2 separate regions of the Macaca mulatta genome follow, and region 1 is linked to region 2. A link is a contact called in public Hi-C data. All regions are on one chromosome and are shown on one strand. Each heading gives the region's core, a stretch centred on a gene start, on an enhancer-like site or on the middle of the called end of the contact. The rest is flanking DNA. Distances are from core to core; before and after follow the strand shown.

What was found. A called contact is a pair of places that touch in the nucleus more often than the background predicts.
Region 1: a Hi-C map of sperm shows a contact between it and region 2, with 2.4 times the contacts expected there. The contact joins two enhancer-like sites. A contact is called at or near these places in 2 of 14 Hi-C or Micro-C datasets (liver and sperm).

What each region holds. Positions count from the first base shown.
Region 1 is chr3:99,103,512-99,108,223 of T2T-MMU8v2.0, reverse strand. All of the region lies in intron 1 of CHN2 (chimerin 2), which reads left to right. Among named protein-coding and RNA genes, the nearest start is that of CPVL, 32 kb to the left of the region's middle. Within about 2 kb of position 2,598, at least 6 of the 40 cell types and tissues checked have an H3K27ac peak or open chromatin away from gene starts, as enhancers often do.
Region 2 is chr3:98,942,737-98,947,358 of T2T-MMU8v2.0, reverse strand. The region is part of intron 6 of CHN2 (chimerin 2); the gene reads left to right. Among named protein-coding and RNA genes, the nearest start is that of PRR15, 160 kb to the right of the region's middle. Within about 2 kb of position 3,023, at least 4 of the 40 cell types and tissues checked have an H3K27ac peak or open chromatin away from gene starts, as enhancers often do.

The DNA of each region.
Region 1 (4,712 bases), core at 1,349-3,848, 160 kb before region 2:
AGGAACTCTGTAGTCTTAGTGACAGTCACACTTCTCCTTAAAGGGTGAAGGAAAGGGCAAAGCTGGGCAGGAGGGGAGGGAGAAAGGGTAGGAGAGAGTGCCAGGTAGTAGGTCCTGAAGGAACTTGTCCAGCAGGAGGAAAGGAGGCCTCACAGTTTCCCATCTGCTAGATGGGCTAGTGGCAAACTAGAGGGCTGAGTGGCAAACATAATTTTAGTTTGAGAGGTAAACAAACAAATAAACAAAAATCTCCTTTCTTTTCCCAAAATTTATGCCAAGAGGAGAGCCACCATCCACTGAGGCAACTTAAGAAGAAAATTTGATGTAATCTTCATTAATTACCTAGAGATCTCATGCTATGCATGTAAGATATGGAACATAATAAGAATATCGGACACTTCCATGCTGTTTACCATGTGCAAGGCATTGTCCCGAGGGCTCTATACACAGATGCATTTGTAGAGCTCATTTAATTCTCACAACCACCCTATGGTTGTGTAACTCTTTTATTTCTCTTTGTAGTTAAGAGACTTGCCCAAAAGTCATATAGCTTATGAGTGACAGAAACAGGCATGGAAACTAGGTAGGCTGCCTCTATAGGACATGTATCTATTTCTGCCACGTCACAGTCCTCACCAAAGGCTTTGGAAGGCAGATAGCAAACCTCCAGCAACCAGAGACTGTGCTACTGTGTCTGTAATAAAACTATCTCTCTGGCATTGTTGAAAGTAAAAATTAAAAGTGCCAATCATCAGAGACCCTGCTTTAATTCAAAGGTCTATGGGAGCTGCACATTTAACTGTGGCTGCCCTCTGTATAGTACTGGCTGTGATGTCAACACTGTGTTTATATGAAATCCTTCAGCCAATAGCAGCATCTTCAAGGCATCAGCAGTTTGTCTTGGTGGAAGTGGAATGGGCCTCTCAGTTTTTTACACATTTTTTTTTCTTTCTAGAACTGGGTTCAGGTGGATAGGCTCCAAATAGAATACCATGCCAATGCCAATTATATTCAGAAAGTATTGCAATTTCTCATTGATGCTTATTTACATTAATTAAGAGCAAACTTAGATAAAGAAGGGTACAAGTTTAAATGCTAAAATCCTGAAGTGAGATACTTTGTAGTCTGGAAAAATATACAGAACTGACTTTCCTTCTGGAAAAAAAAGAAAAGGAAAAAACGTGAAAGATTCAGATGACATTTCTATGAGGAAAGCAGTAATTGTGGTTCTCAGGGTGAATGCTTGTCTTTTTATTTCATGACAACTTTTTTTTTTCCTGGAAATGAGCTTTAAACCTTCCACACATGTTAAAAAATACTCTCACATGCAGGGAAAGAGATTAATTTTATTAATACCTTAATTATTGATATAATTAACAAGCAAGCATACAAATAAATATCACTGAAGGAGATATTTGTGAAAAATTTTTAATGGACGTATTTTGTGTTTTCTGTGAGCTGGCTTAGTTCTATTAGAATTCTATTTTAATCTAATCAGTCAATTACTAAGTTTTGTAAATACGGCATGGGGAGGATTTTACTTTTCAAAAAATGGAACTCAATTTTTTTAATGTTACGGTAAAACTCCAAGAACAAAAAAAGCAACCTTTTAAAAATATGCGACTTCTTTTGTTCTTATGCCTCATTTTTCATAGAACAATTCTATTCCTGGCATTTTCCACCCAATTTGAAACCATCATAGTCTACTGAATGTAGATGCACTTCACTTTGGGTCACGAGTGTAATCCTGAAAAACTGAGGAGCAGTCAGAGTTTTCTAAGTTGAATCATCTAAACTGCATGCCCTCTTTTTTCCAAGGGGAGTCTATGGGGAGTCCTTTGGGGAAATGAATAAAACCGTTTATATGACAATATCTTCATTTGCCTATTTTTACATTCAGATTTTGATCTATCAGTTTATTATAAAGTAGGGAGTTTATAATAGTTTATTATAATTTTACTTTGTGTATGTTGTACAGATTTTGAATGAGAAGGATCTTAAAATACTCCAGAAATTTTTTTGCAAAATATTTCCAGGTAGGTGCTCATCACTGGTTGGGGTGGGACAAATTAGAAGAGACAGTCGGGGAGAATTTCACCAAGCCTTCATGCTACAGAGGGAAAGAGAATCCAAAATTCCCACATTCGTTGTTAGCATTCTTGCCAGTGTATCCTTTCAGTGTTGAATACATAATTTAAATAAGTCTGAAGTTAATTACAGTTGATCTCCATCACAACTCTATTTTTAGATGTCAAAGTGCACCCAAGTCAAACTACCAGTTAAGATCTGGCTGATCTGAACATTCAGTGCCTCTCTTTTTAAAAAGAAGTTGCTCCTGTAATAGTACACTGGATTGTTCTATTGTTAACACTAAGGAGGGAACTTCCTGATTTTTTTCTTCATTTTTAGTTAGTGGTTTCTAAACTAAAAAGGAAACATTGAAGTGCTTAGTTTCATTTAATGGTGCTGTGGGTTAATGCATTATTTTCTTTCCCCACACCCACTTTCCCCTTTCCTTGTCCTCATCTTAAGCGATGTGTTTACTTATTGATGCTCTCGGGCTCTCATTTCCGAGTCTGGGATTTCCCCTTCTGCTTCTCAGTTGTAATTTTCATGAGCAGACAAGGTGGCATAGAGAACAGATAGAGGTGGCCCTGGGTAACCCCTCTCATTGGCTGGTGACAGAATGTCTAAGACCATGACAGATAAAATTCACCTCCCACACAGAGGGATGCACCAACCAAGTGACTCTTGTAAGTGACTGAGTCCTCCCTCAGTCATTTCTGCTATTCTCTGTGGGAATTTCAAAGCAAGCATTTTTGTATTAAGGCAGCAAAGTGAGGGCTTGAAGTCTGATAGGTTTCACCTCTAGGGGCAGCGCCGACTGTCGGCAGATACTGAAGCTCTGCGTTGAGGATGGTGAGGCTGGACCTGCACCACCAGGAAGGAGCCCCAATCGATTAGAAATATCTGCCTTGGGTGAGGAAAAAGGAAGTGGTGTACGTGCGTGCCATATGTTGTCATCTCCCTGGTACTACATGTGCGCCATGTATTGTCATCTCCCTGGTATGGAGCTTACAGATCTTGACTGGTAATCAGGAAACTGGGGTTTTCATCCCAATTCTGCCATAATGAGCAGAGTAACCTTGAGCAAGTTAAATTCCCTTGCTTCGGTTTTCCAGTCTTTTAAGGAGGTGTGAACTCTCCCTCTATATGAACCTTCCAGATCTCAAACTCTGTGATCCCAGGCCCCATCACTTGTGGCTGTCCATTGTTCATGAGATAAGTACTGAATCTTCATCTTGGTCTTTAGCTCTCTCTCAGTCTGGCTTTACACTACTTTTCAGGCTGTGTCTTCAATTTCTTGTTCATACTGACCAGGCCAGATTACCTATGGTTTCTTGAATATGCCCCACACTTTCCTGTATTGATTTCTTCAGTAAAATCTCTACCTGCAATGCGTTCTGTCTTTCCCTCTTCTCTGCTTATTAAAATCCTACCTATTTTTTTTTTTTTTTTTTTTTTTTTTTTGAGACGGAGTCTCGCTCTGTCGCCCAGGCTGGAGTGCAGTGGCGCGATCTCGGCTCACTGCAAGCTCCGCCTCCCGAGTTCACGCCATTCTCCTGCCTCAGCCTCCCGAGTAGCTGGGACTACAGGCGCCCACAACCGCGCTATTTTTTTTTATTAAGACTCTGAGCCTCATAGAATTTCTTCTTTATGGGAACTTTATTACTTTACTATTTATTACAGTTGACTGTGGATTTTTCAAGCGGTCCTTAACTAATCTGTAAATACAAAGTGGATAGGATCTGTGTTTCAAGCATCCAGTGTCCATGGACTCTCTTCAGTGTCTAATCAGGCTAACAAAAGGTAGTGAACATTTCTTTAAAGAGGAAAACAGAAACCAAGGAACGGTAATAGAAATAAAGTGGCAAGGAGATAAATTTAAGTCAGCACATACTTAGTATCTTTTGAATTTGGGCAAAACAAGGTGGCAGGTATTTCAGTGGGGACAAGTAAGAGTAAGAAATAGTCTGTTTTCAAGAAGCTTATAATGTAATAATGATAATGATAATATCTTCCATTTATTTTATGCATTTTTAACCACATCCTTTACGTGCATTATGCATTCCTAGAACAACTCTGCAAGGTATTATCATCTCTATTTTACCGATAACAAAGATGTAGGCCACAGAATTTAAGGGATTTGCCCAAAGCCACACAGCCGGTACATGGATGCCTGGCTTGAGAACCTGAGCTAATTCCAGGACTGACATTGCCTCCCTGGTTGGGACTGTATGACAAGGACTGGCAGCACCCTGTGCACACACTTACTACTTTCGTATTTCCATGCCTTTACTCTGCTCTTCGGGCCACTTGAAACACTTCTCTTCCACACCTCTCAGCCTGTGGAAATGCTTTCCATGCTTCAAATATGTCTTGGATATTTCCTTGTTGAAGCCTTTGCTGCTGGGCTCCTGATAATGAGGGACTCTGTACACGTAGGCAAAATGAATGCATTAATGCCAACTTCATCTTCTTTTCCATTAGGAAGGCTCTAAGGGTGAGGTAAGGATATCTAATAAAACGTGACCAGGGAATTTTGTTTCATTCAACAAACATCCATAGAGCACTTGGCAAAGTCTTGGTAACATACCAAGGAAGTTGTGTTACCAAGAGGAAGACCCCTAGTGTAAAGCAACTTTCCCCTG
Region 2 (4,622 bases), core at 1,774-4,273:
GAAAAGCCCTTATTTGCTTTTTCTACACGACAGAGTTCAAATTCCTCACAGGATATTTGCAGCCTGTCTAAGCCTGGGCCCGTTGGAGAAGCATAGCCTGAGACTGGGGTTTGGTACAGATGGGGAATTTGGAAAGGCATCCCAGGGGGAGGAGGAGAAGCCGGGCAGGTAAATAGAGGAGGAGAGAGGCTGGTAGATGCACGCTGTGGAGCTGGTCACCTTCTCAGGAGCCGGGTAGAACTGCTCCTAAGAGGAATTGAAGTGGGAGTGTTTAAGGCATCACCTCCTGTCCCCTCTTGGTTGAGGGGTGCCTGTGAGCTGTTACATTCTCCCCAGTTCCAGGCCAGGCATGCTGGAGAGCTAGGTGGGTGCCACGGGCATCCCTGGTAGCCTGTGGAGTCCAGTGCAGCTGTCCTTTTCTACTATTGAATAGAACCTGCCACACTCAGCCTCCCGTCTCCTCCCTGCTCTGGCGTGCTGCACACCACCTTTATGAGAGTTCAGCACCCTGTGTCCAACGTCATTGTTTTCATCAGTGGTTCTCAAAGCATGACCCTCAGGAACCAGCAGCATCAACATCACTTGAGAGGCTGGTTAGAAATGCACGTTCCCAGGAGCCACTGTGAGGGGGACTCTGGGGTGGCCCCCGCCAATGTGTGTTTTAAGCCTCAGGCAGTTCCGATTCCCACCTGCATTTAAAAATCTGTGGTTTCTATGTCTGTCTCTTTCCCCAGAGGTAGATCAGTGGAAGGCAGAGGCTACTTCTCAGCCTACTTCCTAATTCTAATGCCTCGCACCTCACTCGGTGAAACGAGCACTGATTGAATGAAAAATGGATGGGTAACTTTTAAAATGTAACACATTGCCCCAAGTTCACCCTAAGGATCAGTGTATCTCAAATTCACCAAGAGGGTGCCTCAGCATCTCCCGCACCTTCTCTCAGCATGTGCTCCTTCCTTTACTGGGCTAAGATCTGGCCACCAACTCTTGTAGCATCAGGAGCAGCGGGAGTCTGAAGGAGCAGGGGAATCGTGGAGACCATGTCGTGCAACCCTTCTGTTTTGCAGGACGGGAAACTGAGGCACCCGGCTCAATAGCATAGAAAGTATTTCAGTGACACCGAGGAGGCTTGGATAGAAAAGGATGCTTTTTAGCAGCTATCTTAGAGTTAAGCTTGTTGAGGCCTTTTTTTGGATGGGACCCACAACTGTGCCATTGTGGAGGGGGTCTTGGTCCTAGGGGGTGGAGAGGCTTGGTCACTTGATTCACGACAGTAGATTCAAACATGATGTTGCCCATTGTGCTTCACCAAGCAGAGGTGTGTATTCATTTGCCAGAGAAAGAGCCTGAATTGTTAATGCAGAAAGCGTTGTGGAGCTGGAAAAGATCGCTTGCGTTACAGGGTCTAAAGAACCTATAGATTTTCTCTGCAGGAGGTTCTTTGGAAATAACATGTAACTGACACACCCAGTCTTTTCTCAAAAGTCAAGGGTAAATGAAGATGAGCATAACTTAGCTATTATAGTAGGTGACGGGTACCGTGATGATGCTGACCAGCCAACTTCCTGCCCTTCCACTCACAGTTATAAAATGGGGAGGGATAGGATGCAGTGAGAATGGATTTAACTTAGATTACATCTGCTCATGAAACTGGGTTTTACCAAGCATTGATTTAAGCCAGAATTCCCTAATGATTTGGGATTTATCACTCAGTCTGAGCAATTGCTGATTTGGTTGGCTTGGTGGTTCTCAAACTGGCTGAAGGTTGGACTCACTCTGGGAGCTTTTAAAAAAATACCAGGCTTGGTGGCTCATGCCTGTAATCCCAGCACTTTGGGTGGCCGAGGCTGGCGGATCACTTGAGGTCAGCAGTTCAAGACCAGCCTGGCCAACGTGGTGAAACCCCATCTCTACTAAAAATACAAAAAAAATTAGCCAGGCACTGTGGCACATGCCTGAATCCCAGCTACTCTGCAGGCTGAGGCAGGAGAATCACCCAAACTTAGAAGGTGGAGGTTGTAGTGAGCCCAGATCACACCACTGCACTCCAGCCTGGACGACAGAGTGAGACTATGTCTCAAAAAAAATAAATAACATTAAAAATGTATATTAAAAATGCCCATGTTTGGCCCCACCCGGCTATGGAATCAAAGTCTTCACTGGTGAAAGCACCTGTCTTTTTTTGGCTCCCCGGGTGATTGTCAGATGCAGGGCTTGAGAACCTGGGTTAGATGGAAGGGGAGGCAACAGAGTAAAGGTGATCAGACATTTTGGAGCATTTTCTTTCAAGGACACCTGTCCCACTTTTTCCCATGCCTCTTATATTCCTGAGGCTCTTTTATGTTGTAAATTAGACCCTAGCCTTCTTTCTCTACTTTTACACAACTCATGAAAAGTCCTCTGGGAAAACATTCTTCACACAGTTAACTCTGGTGGTTACGGTTACCTGTGCTGGTTCAGGGTTTGGCTTTGCTCCCTTTTCATGGCTTCTTTCCCGAGATTATTGCCTGAAATATAAATGATGGGAAACAATTAACTGAAGTAGGATTAAAGAATTTAATGAAGGGGCAAGGAAAAGTTAGCCTGTCTCTTAGGAGTCCGGTAGTGGTTTCTTTGGGTGGATATTAGAAAGAATCTCTTTTTACCAGTTCCTCAATATCGGTGTTTTCAAAGAGGAACAGAAGAGGAAAGTCATCCTAATACATTCAGCGTGTGGAGGGATATGATGGGCCAAACGCCAAACCCTCCTTACTTGTCCCCATCCAAAATCTCTCTAGGAAACAGCTAATTTAGAGACGCAGCCCCCGAGAAAGTATTTGCTATGCAAATAGTGCCATCTTGTGGCTGAAAGGAGAGTTGCATGCTGATGACACAAAGGACCAAACCCAACGTGTTGAAAATGTCCAAGAACAAATTTTTCAGCAATGAACCCACTGAGTCATCCCACTTCCCTCAAGTTTTATAGCACAGATAAGGCTGCACAATGGCTTGGGGGTGTCTTCCTGTAGCCTGTGCTCCTTCTCTGTATAAGCATGTGGGCAGCTCTGTGGGCCTAGGACTTGTAAAAATCATCCCAGGAATCTAATTCTAGTCCAGAAGTGCTCAAACTTCTCGGCCTCAGAACCCTTTAAAGTTACTGAGGACCCCAAAGAGCTTCTGTTTGTGTGGGTTAAATCTTGATATTTACTGTATTAGAAAGTAAAATAGAAAAATAAAAAAATTATTAATTCTTTCAACATAATAGTAATAAACAAATGGTAATAGATGTGTTCGTATGAATAACATTTTCATGAAAAATAACAGTTTTCCAAATAAAAAAGTGATGAGGATATTGGCATTGTTTTTACGTTTTTGTAACTCTCTTTAATGTCTGCCTTAAAAGAAGACAGCTGGCTTCTCACATCTGCTCCTGTATTCAACCTGGGATATATTGTTTTGTTTGAAGTATAGGAAGAAGCTCTGGCCTCACACAGATGTGTAGATGGGAAAAAGAGGAATGTTCTTATAGCCTTTTCAGGTAAATGTGGGCTTTGAAATATATACTAGGCAACAATTCAACAAGTGGTAGTTTCTTAAAGGTTAGTTGCAATGTCAGTCACAGAAGGCAATTAATGTAATAAAATCAGTTTTGGCATAATGTATTCTCTGAAGGGATCTTGGGGATCCCTAAACATTGGTGGGCCACAGTTTGATGAAGAGCCCAGTTTTTCAAGATGTTTATGTTTTTACATCTCCAGAGAGGTGTTTGAGAGGAATCATCCCACCACTTTTATCACCTTTGACTGCAGGAGGTAAATGACGCTGTCACCTGGGACTGCTGTCCACCTATGGGGACTGCACAGGCTATGATGAGGAGGCATTCTTCTGGACCTGACCCACCGAGCGCCTGCCCTGAGCCCAACCTCAGAGCTCTTCCCAGTGGCTCTCACTAGGCGGTGGGGGGACAACAGGCTGAGTCTATATGAGTTTTAATTTTAGGGATCTCTCTGGGGTTGTTGAATGTTTTGAATTTTATCGAGGCTTTTTAACCATGGGACTTTCAAATAATTTATTCTGGAAGATAATTTTTATAATGTTTAAGTCAGGGTAGTCTCTTGTTTATATTTTAGTTTGGCTTAATTGTAGGAACAGTGTTGGTAGATGTAGGGTGATTACTTTTATTTTTAAGGTGAAATTGATGGGCTGTTTCTGTCTTTTTAGTAATTATATGGTGGTTTTTGGCTGTGAATAAAATATTAATGTTTGTGTATTAGTCTAGGTGGGATGATATGTTAAAAAGATAAAAGATAATATGTATTTGCGGTTCTCTTGATTAAAGGTTTTTTTTTTTTAATTAAATAGATTTGAGGTGAGAAATGGAGAGTATATTTACTTACGTCTGTGGGTCATCTATTGGCACTTAGTTTTTTAGTTGGTAAGTGTTGAAGTAGAGACTCTTGTTTGAGGAATCTTAGCCCGTCACCTAAATTGGGTATTTTGTTGAGTATGGGATGTTGAGATTATACTTGACTTTTGACTTTTTTAATTTTTTTTTTTTAATTAGGGGAGTTTGTCTCTTTTGTATTTTTGTTTTTGAAGAAACTGGAGGGAAAAAGCTATAGGAGTTGATGAAAAAGCTGAAG